Linked DNA regions of Mus musculus: region 2 is linked to region 1. The links are chromatin contacts, called in public HiChIP or PLAC-seq maps. All regions are on one chromosome and are shown on one strand. Each heading gives the region's core, a stretch centred on a gene start, on an enhancer-like site or on the middle of the called end of the contact. The rest is flanking DNA. Distances are from core to core; before and after follow the strand shown.

Region 1 (2,772 bases), core at 153-2,652:
ATAGAAAGAATAAAAGCAACACAATGGTATAAGTATGAAAGAAAGGATATTCAGACAGGACTCTGTGGTTTCAGATCTGGGAGAAGGGAAGTATCCTTATGAGCATGCGTGGGGAGCTGGCTTGGAATGTGACAGCAACTGCTATGCTTTCTCCCATATTTGTCTGTTCTTCTCCAGTGTAACTGGATGTGTGGGTTGATGACTGGGCGAAGCCCTCTTCAGCGCAAACTTCTGTGCAGCTCAGTGTCCATTGGTAGCTGCTTGCCTATGAGCTTCGGAAGAGGCCCTGTTACTCAGACTCTGTTAATAGAAACTTCCCGTGAACCATGGGGGTGGGTGAGTGGGAGGGGACTGTCCCAAGCTTCCTGCACAACTGGTCTTAAATGTACCATTCATGGTTCTTTGAAATAGACAGGGACAGATGGCCACTCATCCGGAGCAGGACAACAAGGGTAAACTGGGTGGGAGCAGCAGAAAGAATGAATTATGTTTAGCCTGAATAACTGAGGCATGAGACGAGGGTCATGGTGTGGCACCTGTCCCCAAATATCTTAAGAATCGTCCCTTTAGAATGTTCTGGGTGGTTCCCTTGGTAGGGGAGTTTTCCTGAAGTTATGGCATGACACTGAGGCAGATGGGATTAGAGAGAGGTCTTCATAAGCTTGTCCTTATGACCACACACCCTTCCTAGCAGACACCATTTGAGAATGGCTTGGCGTCATTCACCCTTCAGTATGAATATATGGCTTAGGCTCTCTACAGAAGGAAGGGAGCATTAGAAGAGGCTGACGACTTTCCTCCCAGCGACCTCCTCCCTTCTCAGTCCCTGTTCTCCACACCCATTATTCTCTCTCCTCCCCACCCATGACGAAACTTTCCTAATAAGCTACCTCAGTGTCGCTTTAAGAAGCCGAATAGTCTAAACTCTTCAAGAGCCGCTTTAGTAAAGGAAATGTACAGCCTAAGGCAAGAGAAATCTGGGGGTGTCGACCAATGAGGTGACTTTGGTCAAAACTCCCTTTCTGAGCTCCAGTTTCTTCAAACAAGAGGATTTAAAATTCCTTCCTGGTTCTATACTTCTGTGACAAAACATTAATTTAAGGTAGTTCACCTTTTTTTTTTTTTTTTAAGGAAGCTATCCAAGACTTTCTTCTTGCAAGACTCTGCTGCCACTCACCGATGTGCCCACACTGCCCTCCTCTATTGATTGAGCTCCCACTTCTCTTTTCTTCCCATTATCTGGGTAATCTTTCTTTCTTCCTGTTCCTCTTGAGTAAGTGCCACCCATCCTCCGAGGTTCTTTTGAAGGCTAATGTATTTGCTGTTTATATGCTGACTAATGGATGAGACTGAAGTGTGTGTGGCAGGAAGCGAGTCCCTTGCTCTCAAACCTGCCTTTCTGCTTAGTAAGTATTGGTTAATTGCTGGCACAGTTGAGAGGCTCAATCTGTAGTGGCAGATCTGAGCAGCATCACAGTTGGTAACGGTGCTAGGAGATCAGCAGACAGCTACGTTTTTCCCCTTCCCAGTCACATAGAAAAGATTGGCCTTGACAGACCTCTATCCGGGCAAGTATATTAGGGCATAATGTGGCACTCCAGAATAGTGGAAAAGACTCAGTTCTGTTTAAACATATTTTATCTCATCACCATTCAGTCTGCAAATACTCACTGTGCAATGACCCTGTACCAGGCGCTCTGCTAAGTACTTTACATAAGTCACCTTGCTTGACGTTCATCATAAATCCCATTAGGTTGTTAATATTAGGTTCCTACTGACGCGTGGGGACACAGATACGCAGGGGAGTTAAATAACTTGCCTAGGGTCACTAGAAAACAACAACAAAGCCAAGAAGAGTCCATCCCAGGCTGCCTGATTGCTAGAAGCTGAGTGCTGACCCAGGCTTCCAGCCATGCCTTCAATAAGTACAGGCTCCTCCTTCCATCCTAGAAACCAGGAGAGACTATTTAGAAGACAGGTTATTGGGATTCACAGAAGCCCTACAGACAAACACAAGCTGTCATGGAGCACACAGCAGGCCATGGGAAGGCTCCCGGGATGTCACATGCATGTGGTATTTCCTACAACAAGCTGAGGAAGGCCAATGATGCAGGGCTCTCCATACCAAGGTCATGAAAGAACCCACAAAGTGAACGGCCGTGGGAAGGGCGTGACTGTGTATTATAAAGACAGATAGGGAGTCGGCAGAGGAGGGAGACTGGGGTGTCTCACTGGGGTTCCAGAACAATGGTACTGACTGTATGCCAGGGTGGCAGGGTTCTACGAAGAGAAGAATGATGTAGTAATCCGACGTATGCATCAGGGAGCTAACTCAGTTTGTAGTTTGAAGTTAAATGAAGTGGGTGGGGTAGGGTGCATATGCCTCTAAACCAGCACAGAGAAGGCAGGGTACACTCAGAGCCAGCCTGGACTTCATAAAAAGATTCCGCCAAGAAAGAAAGGGGGGAATGTGTAGCAGGCTCCTCCCTTTCCAGCAGAACCCAGGGCTTGTTCAGCATTCTCTTCTCACAACCATGGCTGTTAATAAGAATCTTCCGAGATGTTCTGGAGAGGTTTTCTCCCTCCTGCGTGAAGCCTGACAGGACAGATGGCTGTCCTGTCTCTGACTACGCCGAGTACAGCACTCAGAAGGGATCAGGTGGACTAGCTGGAGGATGAAGCTGCCACTTGGGGGAGTTTGAGGCTAAGAGATGCAGAGGGCTCAGTGTAACCATGGCTGACAGACGCGCTTCGGCCCTGAAGCAGCAGATC
Region 2 (2,777 bases), core at 99-2,598, 780 kb after region 1:
ATTAGGTAGGAACTAGGGTTCTAAGGAGGATGAAGACCTGGTGAAGTCAGTTTAGGAGAACCCTCCTCCAGGAGTGACAGGGAGAACCCTTCTGGCCTACTTCTCTTTCTTCTCTGTCCAGCACTGCCATGCGCAACTGGTCCCATAACTGATCCTGGTTCTCAAGCTTTCAGTGAAAAACAGCAATGGGAGGAATATCTTCATCTTCTAGAGCTGACAAACTTCATCACACACACACACACACACACACACACACACACACATAATACAGATTACTATCCCAGGAGACCCAGTATCTGATGAGGGGCACCGCCTCTCACTTGACTTCCACAGTAGAATCAGGTCTCTTTTATAAGAGTCTTATTTAGGAAAGTGGCTTCCTCACGACTTAATGACATCCAAAAGCCCCCCCCCCCCAAATACCATCACCTGTGTGTGTTTGTAGGGGGTGGGGAATATAAAGATTTCAGTATAAATTGGCAGGGATATAGGCACCCAGTCATTACAAAGGGCTTGAGCCTTTTCCACTGTGATCCTTAGAGGAAAATGAAGGACCATGTTCTGGCTATATGGATGAAGATAAACAAAACAAACCTGTGCCTTTTTAAAAAAATAAAATAACTACTTGGCTGTTAGAGTCTTTCTGTCTCCTCTTTGGTACTATATTCTCTGAGCCTTGGAGACATTGAAGTATGAGGTTTGTTGGAAAGATGAGAGGGGAATGGGGCATGAAAACTACCTAAAATCACTATATCAATGTATGAAATTTCCTACAATAAGTAAAGGGCTCTTAGGAACAGATGGAGAAAGAAAATAATTAGATAGATTGGGAAATGTAGAAAATACATAGGTGCGCACGCACACACACACATACACACCCCTAAACTAAAGCCTGTTGATCCCGTTCTTTGTATGTTCTGTGTTTTATTACACCAGGAGCTTCTGTTGCGTGGATATATTACCAGAGAGCCCTTGTGTTTATTTTAGTTGATAAGAATCGAGGTCCAAAAGACATCTCAGTGGGTTGCCCCACCTTCAGGATGAGAGAGAAAAGAAGAAAATTCCATCAGGCGGTCCCCTTATCAGAAAAGAAAGTTTGCTAGCACCAGGAGTTGGAAACTGCAGGTTAAAGGCTAAATTCCTTTGGATTCAATGTAACAATGAAGCTTTTTATAAAAACTAAAGAACAAAGTTTGCAGTTAAATAAATAGGATGGGCTGATTGCAGCCTCCAGCCTCTGTCCCCCTTGCTGTGTCATGTCTGTGCTGGCTGAAGCCTCTAGTGCTTGCACACTGGTCTCAGTGGAGATTAGGGTGGGGAGCACATTCCGGGCAGAGAGGCCAGAGAGAGACAGACAGCATTCCAGCTCCATGAGCCTCCTGCCACTCCAGCACTCCTCTGAAGGGTAGAGGGCACAGGCTTCACACGCTCTGCGGCAGCAGGCAAGGGAGGCAAAGGTGGCATTCCTGTATTTTATTACATGGCTTTTGCACGAGCAACTTCACCTGTCAAAACACGATGAGAAAAATAAAATGGAAAGAGATGGAAGGCGAAAGAGGCTGGAACAGAGGGGCAAGGGGTGAACTGAACCGGGGCCCCAAACGCAATTGGAAATGTCTGAGTGTATTTCATTCTGCAACTGTTCGTCTCTTGGATGGCGTGTGTGTGCATGTGCGTGTGCACACATGTGTGTATGTGTGTCTGTCTGTGTGTGTATATGGGTGAATGTGTGTATGTAATCATGTGTGTGTGTATGCATGTGTGTTTGCCTGTGTGTATGTGTGTACATGTGAGTGTGTGTTTATGTGCATGAGTGTGTGTATGCATGTGTATGTGTGTATGGGTATGTGTATACCTATGCGTGTGTGTATATGTCCACATGTGTGTATGTGTGTATATGCGTGTCTCTGTGTGTGTATGTGTATACCTACATGTGTGAGTGTGTGTATACCTACGTGTGAGTTTATGTGTATGTATGTGAGTGCATGCATGTGTATATAAGTGTGTACATGTATGTGTTTATATGTGTGTGTATGAGTGTGTGTGTGTGCATGTATGTGTGTATATGTGTGTGTGTGAGTGAGTGTATGTGTGTGTGTTTATATTTATCTTCTAAAATTAGCAAAAATGTGCCTGTAGACTAATGTGCTTGTTAAACTACTGCCTTGGATAAATACAATCAGAAGTAACTAATTTCTACACAGCAGATATCAACACAGTAGTGTGGATTGAATGTGTCTCCTGAAGCTCACATCTTAGAAGCAGACATCAGTGGTTTTAGGAGGTGGGTTCTTTGGAAAATAGTTAGGCTAGGATGAGCTCATGATTCTGAGGGCCCTGCAGTGGTAGAACAGCATGGGGAGGAGAGAGTTCTGAGTTAGCAGGCTTGCTCTATCTGACCCTGTGATGACTTCCAACAACCACAGCAGGAAGCAGCAAGAGGGCTCTTCCATATACCAGCCCCTGCCTGGGGTCACAGCCTCCTAAGCTAGGAGCGAAGCAAACCTTTATTCTTTCTAAAGTAGCCTTGTCTGCAGTGCGCAGTTATAGCAACAGCAAGTGGCCTGAGATATATACTAACTTGCTTTCATTACTAGATTTACCTAATGATGTCCAGCTTTTTAAAGATACAATTTTGGACCAGTAAGATGGCTCAGTAGGTAGAGGGGCTTGCTGCACATGCCTGAAGACTTGAGCTCAATTCTTAGAATCAGGGTAGAGGTCTAGAGAGCCAACTCTACACGTGAACCAAGCGAGTGTACCCACCTCTGTCCAGA

Evidence for each region. HiChIP or PLAC-seq counts read pairs in DNA pulled down with a chosen protein or histone mark.
Region 2: a contact with region 1 is called in a FOXA1 HiChIP or PLAC-seq map of pancreatic cancer cells. The contact joins two enhancer-like sites. A contact is called at or near these places in 3 of 484 Hi-C or Micro-C datasets (large pre-B cells, liver and macrophages) and 1 of 115 datasets of contacts at active chromatin or transcription factors (pancreatic cancer cells).

What each region holds. Positions count from the first base shown.
Region 1 is chr10:95,085,644-95,088,415 of GRCm38.p6, forward strand. No RefSeq gene overlaps it. Among named protein-coding and RNA genes, the nearest start is that of Gm29684, 59 kb to the right of the region's middle. Within about 2 kb of position 1,403, at least 58 of the 459 cell types and tissues checked have an H3K27ac peak or open chromatin away from gene starts, as enhancers often do. A contact at or near this core is called in pancreatic cancer cells, where this site is marked.
Region 2 is chr10:95,863,588-95,866,364 of GRCm38.p6, forward strand. The region is part of intron 3 of Gm33377 (a long non-coding RNA gene); the gene reads left to right. Among named protein-coding and RNA genes, the nearest start is that of Gm33543, 22 kb to the left of the region's middle. Within about 2 kb of position 1,349, at least 57 of the 459 cell types and tissues checked have an H3K27ac peak or open chromatin away from gene starts, as enhancers often do. A contact at or near this core is called in pancreatic cancer cells, where this site is marked.